Regions from separate parts of the Mus musculus genome. Here regions 1 and 3 are each linked to region 2. A link is a contact called in public Hi-C data. All regions are on one chromosome and are shown on one strand. Each heading gives the region's core, a stretch centred on a gene start, on an enhancer-like site or on the middle of the called end of the contact. The rest is flanking DNA. Distances are from core to core; before and after follow the strand shown.

Region 1 (2,885 bases), core at 188-2,687, 210 kb after region 2:
AAATACTGCACCCCTTGTGTGGCTTAGAAAGTTACCTTTGCTTTTAGTTTTACTAATTAATTATAAAATCAAATATTAACATTTTGGAGTTAAACACATGTATTTGTGCCTTTAAAAAAAGTCCACATGACGTACTGATGATGAGACTGCAGACAATTAAGGAAGTGGGGGAAGACCTTGGGATGCCAGTTTAGAAACGAAATTTGCTCCCAGAGTATGGATTCAAAAGTCTGTTTCATAGTGTATTTTGCTAGACTCAGCTGGGAACAGTGCACACAAGGTCTGATTTTAATTTGTTTAGAATTTCCATGAATAACAAAGTCTAATTAAGACATCCATTAAAAGTCCTTAACGTTAATTCAGTGTGGAAAATCTTAGAGTTCCATTGGATTTTTTTTTTCTTAAACTGATGTCTTAATTAGGCACTGTTAGGGGGAAAATTATGCAAATTAAAATCAGGCCCTTAGTGTTACGCATTTCTTTAATTATTCAGTACTTGTTTTACATATATTTCGATTTCTGTATAAGTTAAGAGTGCATATTAGGTGATAATCTGCCTCTTTTGTCTCAGTTTTTTTCCTCTATGTTTTCAAAGTAAAGATGCAGCTTCTAGGAGAGCATCCTGCCCCCCTCTCTGTTGGAAGCCAACAGTTAGAAGAAAACCCGTGAGAGTTTGATATACTGGGAGAGACGATAACTAGGCTAGCCCACTGCTGGTGCTGTCCATCTTCAGATTGTAGCTTCACAGGTTTAAATGGGTGTGAACCTGAAGAGTGGAAGGTCCTTTGACCCTGGTGTTTTAGAGACGACTGCATGGGCTTAGGCACTCTTTGTCCCTTTTCTTACTTTTGGATGGGAGAGCACCTGTCTGTTCCTGTAGACAGAGTGTACCCTGCACAAACTTAGCATCAGTGATGGCGTGTGTTGAGATTCTAGCTATTTGACTTCTGTTTCAGGTAGGTATGGACTGTTTTGGTGAACAACATGCAGAAACACTTTTGCAGTTGATTGCATCACTCGTGCAAGAGAGAGAGGGACAGACAGAGGGAGAGGGAGAGGGAGAGGGAGAGGGAGAGAGAGAGAGAGAGAGAGTGAGAGAGAGAGAGAGAGAGAGAGAGAGAGAGAGAGAGAGCTTTCTTCTTTCCAAGGACATACACAAAGCAGTCATTTATAATTTTTATAATCTTCCCATAGCCAGAAGTTGATCTTGTCACAAAAATGGGTCTTTATAGTGAATGGCAGAATTTTTTTTTAAAAGAATGTTATACCCATTTTGATGGTTAATTTTAAACTTAAAGCCAGTTGATTTGTGTTTCGGGGTAAGACTGTTGCTCTGCCCCTTTCCAATGCTGGAAATGCAGTGTGAGCAACAGTTCTCAAACCCTGTCGTCAGCTGCTGCTTTTCAGGGCCATGCTGATCTGGACTCTTACGCAAGGAGATGCCTTCTCCTCCCAACAGCCATCTGGAGATTAATTCCATTAGTGCTGCACCAATTATAGTTAGACAGTCATGCTATTCAGTGGAATATTTTGAACAAGATATAATTCTCCCATAGGTTTCCACAGAGAAAAACTCCAGTTTATTTTCCCAACATAAAGTTAAATACTTAAGAGTGCCCATGATGAATTGTCAGGATATTCAGAGTTAATTTTTAAAAATAAAAAGGAAGAAGTAACCCCTCTGTAACCTGCCCAAACTCAATCCATACCTCTAAGTCAATATATTCAAGCGCTATTATCTATCTTTCTCTAAAGAAATAGTCAGTTATGGTGTTTATGTTGATATTTAGACATGTCGTGTTTCGTTGATTTCTTTATTTTGCAAAGTTGGGATTATAAAGAACATACACTTGGGGAGAATACGCGCCAGGAAATTGTTAGAAAGACCATGCAGTGAAGTGTGAGTATAAATAACACTGGCACTCTCTACCTGGAATAATATATTCCAGGCTTTCTAATGTACCCAAAATCAATGTTTTTGTCTCCTACCAAAAAAAAATTATTGAGTGGTTAAAATTCAAGTAATCATGTATTTAAATTGTGAAACTGGAGAGAGCATTTTCTTCATTAATTCCCACCAATGTCTATGTAACTCTTCGTGCCCAGCAAAGTGAGCCACAAAGGGCAGTGTGCATTCGATGCTCCTTGTGTCCACTTTGGGACATCAGAGACATTCCTTTGAGGATATTTTATTCTGAAGCATAATGCCTGACTTACTTTCACATTTTATAACTGAGTTTGCAACTGAAATCTTAGATGCTTTAAATTTCATTCTGTTTGCTTGCATCAGCAAATCATTGAAAGTAGACTGGACACCTTGGAGTCTAAATTACCTGAAATATATGTCCTGTAATACCTGTGTGCAAGAGAGAGGAAGCTGGAATTTTTACATGCATAGGAAATGACTGTACGTGATGGAAACTACATAGTGTTGGACATGTTTCCTATTTCTTGACGTTCTTGTGTCCCTTATTGTCCATCGTTCAGTAGGAGAACATTGTACCAAGAGGGAAACCGAGAAGGAGGAGCAGAACGTTGGATTGCTGGGTTCTTACTGCAGAGAATTCAGTAAGGAATTCCACTGTAGCTTTACCTCAGCACCAGGCTCCGTGTGTGTTTTCCAGCCTACTACATGAGAGGGTCAGGTCAACTGGACTCTTAGGGGTGCTGTAAAGAGGAAGTCACCTGTGCAAAGTGCAACGATGATCAAACCCTTCTTTAAGTACTGTGTGTGCTGCTGCTTACTATTAAACATTGATCAGCTCCCAGCGCAGGCCTGAGAGGGCCTGTATGGCGACTCTCTACCCTGTGCAGAATCCCCGAGTGTATACTGAGAGGAGTTGCTGGACAGGATGACTGTCTTTTGGATTGCTTCACCCGGCGTT
Region 2 (2,856 bases), core at 17-2,516:
AGAGCCCACCCGCAAGTGTGCGCTCGAAAAGTTTGTAAGAGTTTTTGCCAAGGCACCCGAGAGGTCCGGGAAGCCCAAAACTCTGGCTGGTGACCCAGCATGGAAAGATGTAAACAGAGAAGGGAAGTGTCAGGAAGGACGGGGAGACAAGCTACTTGCGGGCAGATCAAGCGAATATTGCCAGGATGATTAACTGCGGGTGGGGAACCTGCGGTGCGCAAAACAGATCGGAGACATCTTCTAGTTCCGTGGCTCAATCTCCTCCACCATTCCTGTGCGATGAAGTCTCACTAATAATTTCTCTCCATTCCACGTAGTCCTATAGTCTTCACTGTAAAAAGGAGCGCTCTCAACAATTTAAGGCTTATCCGCTTTCTTCCCCCCAGTTTCCTAATATCTATTCCCATTTCGTTTGCAGCCAAATAAATAGTGACCGTGGGGGATAAAAAAACGCATGGCCTTAGAAAACTAAATGCGCCGCGTTCCCCAAGTTGCTTATCTCCTCTGATCCTCTGATGAGACCCTTGGTACGGCAATTCCAAATATTGGTGCTCCCCAAGCTCAGTGGGGTTCGCTGCCAAAAAAAAAAAAAAGCCACACACATACAAACAAAAACAAAAATAAACAACTAGCAACCCGCATCAGAAACTCTCAATGGAAAAGCCTGAGCCCCAGGTGCCTCCAGCAGCTTCCCGCAGTTTGGCTGCCTGGAAGCCTGGAAAATGTGCGCCAGAGCCGGGCTGCGCCCAGCACTTTCCAAGTGAAACTTCAGTCCCAATGGTCTTTCCCACAGGTTCTAGGACACATGAGCCTGCCTGTCCCCAGCTTCTAAAAATCCTCCCCACGGGCTCATCAGGTCCTGGTAAGTGAACTGCTCTTCGGCGGCTGCTGGATTAAGAATGTGTGTCTGCTCCTTGAGGCAATGACTTTCTTCCAGCAAAGTGGCCTAGAAGCTGCCGGTAGCCCCCAGGCTGTGGCAGGAGAGCATCCGTCGCCTGCTCCTCGGAGAAGTTGAGTGAATTTCCGCATAGGGAGAAACGTTAAGGGTTGGAGTGTACCGTGGGGGGCGGGAGCATAGCAAGTTGCCCCCGGCTCTTTGTTTTTGAGAGTCCCCTCGCGCTCTGGTCTCAAGAATCTTCCACACTGCTTCATAGTGAATCATAGAGAATCGCGCCGAGATTCGGCTGCATGGGGCTGTCTTTAGCTTCTGCAGACCGAGGCCGAGGAGCTAGTGCAGTTCCCGGGCATCGCCAGACTCTGTTACTACTGCCGCTCGCCCTTCGGCTGAAGTCCCTTCTCTGAACACCCCCAGAACAGTTCCAGCTCTCCCCAAAACTGTGTAAGGAGAGGAGGATCAGATTTATAGACTGCAGTGTACCCCAACAGGTAGTTTCACCTGGCCTGGTTTAAATATTAAAGTCTGGGCCTTGCGTGGGCATCGCGAAACTGGCCCAAGACACAGACTTTTAGTCGGGGACGAAAACGGCGATGTGCGAGTTACTTAAGATAATCATGTTTTCTCTTCAGTCTTCAACTTATCCCCAAACATCGAAAGAGCTGATCCGTTAGGAACGAGGCTCAGCGAGCCTAAATAGCTGGCTTCCAGCTGCAAGCCCACAGGCAATTTGATTTACCTCCCACCCCCAGAGAGTTACTAAAGAACCCTACTCCCGCTTTAGAGAGATGGGTTCCTTTGGGAAGATCCTTCCTCAAAATGCCCTAGCCTTGGACAAGGAGGGTGAGCTGCGCTGGCTTGGAACAGAATTGCAGTCCCGGTTCTGTTGGTGCGCTGAACAGTGAGGGAGAGCGATGTGCCAGGGCGAGCATGGAACCCGCGAGCCTCGCGTGCACTGCGATTCATGACTCCTTATGGAAGCTCAGGGAGAAGTTGGTGGCCCGCTTGTACAATCTGGGGCCAGCATAGTCCTCTTCTCCAGGGAGTGCTAGCCGAAATTCTTCCCCTGGGGCCATTGATGCACGTGGTGCGCAATGACCCGACGCAAAGTCAGGAAACCGCTAGCAATGGCCCAAAGATTCCCGCGTGTGCCACCCTCGAAGGGTGGAGGAGACCGGGGACTGGGCCCCTCGGGAGGGACGATCTAAAACTGTCTTGGGAGACAGGCTTTCCCCTGCTCCTTCTCTGAGCCCTTGCTTAGTGGTACCTTTTGCCATCTCAGCCAGGAATCCTGGTCTTACCCTACCTCTCTCTTTAGGAACCAGTTCAGGCTCCCCACTGTCACCAGCCCCTACGTCAAGAGCTGTGGGCAGATGTGACCTTGGGCTCTTTGATTTTTAAGGGTATCAAGGTCTGGCCCTGTTTCCAGTGTTCCAAAAAATCTCTCTCTCCCTTCTTCCCAGCTTCACATCCTATCTAGAGACTGTGGCAAATTCAAAGCCTCTGTCACTGGACAAGCTATCTAAACTTGCAGTTTTCTGGTACCTTGACCCCTTAAAGTTGGCCTCAGCTAGCTCTGACAGGGAGAGTAAAGTAGCCACCCTTACCCCCTTCTCCTATTCTCCTCTCACCCACCAGCCACCTTCACCTTTCCCCAGTCCAAACCTTGCCGGCAGAAGAGCAGGAGTCTCTGAAAGGCACAGACTGGTTCTGGCTGTCTAGGAAGTTCTTTTCTTCGCTGGCCCCTCTGTGAGGCCCTTGCATTCTGCCCTCTCCACCCCCATCTCGCTTATAGCAGGGACCCTTGGACTTGTAGGTTGGGTTTCAAATTTATTTTGCCTTGCTTTAATTTTGTTTAAGGTTCCACCCTGCTGAGCCTGGAGTACAGCTTCCCAGTTTTCCAGTCAGGAGCTTGGAAGATAGACTCTTGGAGCAGGGCATGTTGTCCCTCCATGGAGACC
Region 3 (2,806 bases), core at 131-2,630, 170 kb before region 2:
TCATCTGCTCAGCAAGGACCATGGACCATGTCAAACAATATACAACAGAGAAGAATGCAAATAAACTTTAGTCTGCATCGCCCAGCAAGGCAGTTAGCCGCCCACTTGCAAGCTACTTCACTCTTGTACACATGATACACAAAGAACGCTAGCTACTTTCACCAATCCCTTTAGACCAGGAAAAAAAAAAAAAGAGGCAAAAGAACTGATCCTTGTCCTTCTATCTGTGAGGTTGCAGTTCCTCCTGCTAATGAAGGAGCTTTTCCCATGATGCAGTGTGATAAGGATTGGCCTACATGTAGTCCAGCAAGCCACCGCTGATGTTTCCTCGACTAGGTCTCTTATCTCCCATTGAGCTGCCTCTGATGAAGGTCGCTGACAGCAGGATGGCTGGGAAAACGTCGGACAGCTCCATCAAATGGCAGCTTTGCTATGACATGTCAGCCAGGACCTGGTGGATGGTAAGTTTGGCATGATAACCCCTTTTCCATCCTCCCTCCAAATGCCCCCCTCCCTTCTTCCCTCTGAGCGCCTCCTTTGTTGTTCTGTGCACGTGTTGTAAAAGTTTGCTGCCTGCCGGCTGCAAGTTCAAGCTCTAGTTGTGGGAACCTGGAGCGCTCTGCACACCAGTGAGCTAGATAGGACTTCCCACTATTGTGGCCAGGGGCATAGGCCTTCTCTCTGAAAAGGCAGGGTGAGTTTTTGTTCACTTCTAGGAGAGAAAAAAGGAAAACAGAATAAATAAAGAAAAAATGCAAATATCCTGGTGGACCACAGACAGGCTGGCTGCTGTGAACTTCGTGGAGACCCGGGGCGGGCGGTCGGGCTGTAGGGGACTGGAGCCGTCCTGCCTAATTGTTCCTGCACTGGTCTTAGAACACAGCAATGTACTTCTTTCTTCGGTGTCTCGAATAATGATTTAGACGGTGTATTGTGGCACGTTGTGTGCAGCTCCCTCATCAGTATGCGACTGTCCCCCATGCTTTGCCTTAATTTGGAATCCACCTCCCTTTCAGTGAATACTGTAACCGGAGCGACCACTGATTACTATGCCACTCAGCGTAATTAAATTTAGTTAATGAGGATATGCATATTCAGTTCATTATTTTTCTTTGCTCAGGCAAATGTGTGTGGGTTTGTTGTTACTGTCTCCCCCCCCCACTTTCATATTTGTCCAGCTGCAAATGTGGGGAGGAGAGAAAAGAAGCACGGAGCACGGGTGAACCCCGAAATCAACTTTAAAAGTAGTATCAGGAGCAGACAAGTTTTAGCTTTCTTCCATCAGGAGTTTGGGGGAAGAAAACCTCTTCCCATTATAGAGCGGCTACGTGATAACTTTCAATATGCTGGGTCCCGTGTGTGGACAATGGTCTCTTGTATGCTGTCGCCGTGACACGAATGGGGAAATCTTCCCTAGCCAGCTTTTCATGCGACTATCAACTTTGTCATTGACTAATTTATCTGGGCAATTTTTTTTCTTTTGTCACTTTTTTCTTTTGCTCTCCATCAATTCTGACCCTTGCGTTTGTGCCTAGATAGCGGTGGCTCAACTGCTTCCACAGCTGTTGTGCTTACAACGCAGCCCATTTTCACAATAAGTACATCGGGAGACTGTGGGCATTTTCTCCTAGGTGGGGAGGGATATGGCTGCCCTGGCGGTCAGTCCATCTGCAGTCCTCGGACAGAAGGCAGCTCCTTCCGAGGAGCCCTGGCTTCTGGCATTGCTGGGCAAGAGGGGTTCTTATTAATGTGTTAAAGTTTCTAGAAGGTGGGTACAGTGCCTGTGGGCTCCCGAGGGTCCCCACCTCACTGCCTGCTGTCTTCCTTCTCTGCACACTTTCTTCTTAGTGTGAGATGTGGGAGCCCCAGAATTCCACTGCTACTTGAACTCCCCGCTGCTACTTGTTGCTGTTTTGAGTTCTCTGTGTCAAAGGAAAAGTCTGATCTCTGTCTCTATATGCCCCTTCCCCCTCCCTCTCACCCCTTTTATTCTCATTAGAGTATGTTGTGCATCTGATCTAACTCCTTTCCAGTGTTGCAAAAAGCTTGTGTAAAAGACTTGTTACACATGCCCACACTAAGGCTTTGAAGTGACATTTATCAGTGACCCTGCCTCCTGAAACTCATATTAACATAGTCTAAGAACTGGGCATTAAAATTAATATTTTCACTAAGCAAGGCATTTACTGTTGGGGGAAAAAGTTAAAGTTTGTGCTAAGAAATTTTACTTGAAAACCTATTGGTGTGAGCACAGCAAGCTGGTCGCTGATGTGCCCTTAAATGCCGTCATCTTGCTCCACAGACTCAGTGTCCCATGAGAAGTACGTTATAAATACTTGATTTAAAGAGTGGACAGATGGTTGTTTATTTACTTTTTAGTTATGTTATTGTGTTGTCTAAGAAGATGCAGATGATGGACAAGGACGTGTTTAAAGATAAAATAGCAAGTTGAAAATATTTGCACAAGTCATTTTTATATTTAGACTTAATTATGTCACATGTATGGTGTGTTCTTAGGATGATTCGGTTTTATGGACTCTTGTCAATTTGGGACCGAAGTGTTTAAGAGATTACTATTTAATATGTCATCAGAAACTTGGGGTGACAGGTGCTTTGCCGGACACCTGATTAATCAAGCTATGTTATTGCTTATCTTTAGTAAAGCCCTTGAAGAAACAGGAAGCACACCAGGGCCAGCCGAGTGTCAGTGCCCTGTTTTTGTAAGGTTTAAGAAATATTTTTAATGGTTCTTTAAAGTTCTTAAAATCTCTTTTACCATGACTCTCCTCTTACCATGAAACCGAAT

The links. A called contact is a pair of places that touch in the nucleus more often than the background predicts.
Region 1: a contact with region 2 is called in a Hi-C map of muscle stem cells, with 1.7 times the contacts expected there. The contact joins two enhancer-like sites. A contact is called at or near these places in 9 of 484 Hi-C or Micro-C datasets (liver, mammary gland, muscle stem cells and 2 more) and 7 of 115 datasets of contacts at active chromatin or transcription factors (embryonic stem cells, heart atrium, hepatocytes and 3 more).
Region 3: a Hi-C map of cerebellar granule neurons shows a contact between it and region 2, with 3 times the contacts expected there. The contact joins two enhancer-like sites. A contact is called at or near these places in 1 of 39 promoter capture datasets (embryonic stem cells) and 3 of 484 Hi-C or Micro-C datasets (the C2C12 cell line, cerebellar granule neurons and cerebellum).

The regions. Positions count from the first base shown.
Region 1 is chr4:82,323,728-82,326,612 of GRCm38.p6, reverse strand. All of the region lies in intron 8 of Nfib (nuclear factor I/B), which reads left to right. Among named protein-coding and RNA genes, the nearest start is that of Nfib, 180 kb to the left of the region's middle. Within about 2 kb of position 1,437, at least 10 of the 459 cell types and tissues checked have an H3K27ac peak or open chromatin away from gene starts, as enhancers often do. A contact at or near this core is called in muscle stem cells, where this site is marked.
Region 2 is chr4:82,535,806-82,538,661 of GRCm38.p6, reverse strand. All of the region lies in intron 1 of Gm11266 (predicted gene 11266), which reads right to left. Among named protein-coding and RNA genes, the nearest start is that of Gm11266, 29 kb to the right of the region's middle. Within about 2 kb of position 1,266, at least 60 of the 459 cell types and tissues checked have an H3K27ac peak or open chromatin away from gene starts, as enhancers often do. A contact at or near this core is called in cerebellar granule neurons, cerebellum and muscle stem cells, where this site is marked.
Region 3 is chr4:82,703,170-82,705,975 of GRCm38.p6, reverse strand. No RefSeq gene overlaps it. Among named protein-coding and RNA genes, the nearest start is that of Gm11269, 13 kb to the right of the region's middle. Within about 2 kb of position 1,380, at least 40 of the 459 cell types and tissues checked have an H3K27ac peak or open chromatin away from gene starts, as enhancers often do. A contact at or near this core is called in cerebellar granule neurons and cerebellum, where this site is marked.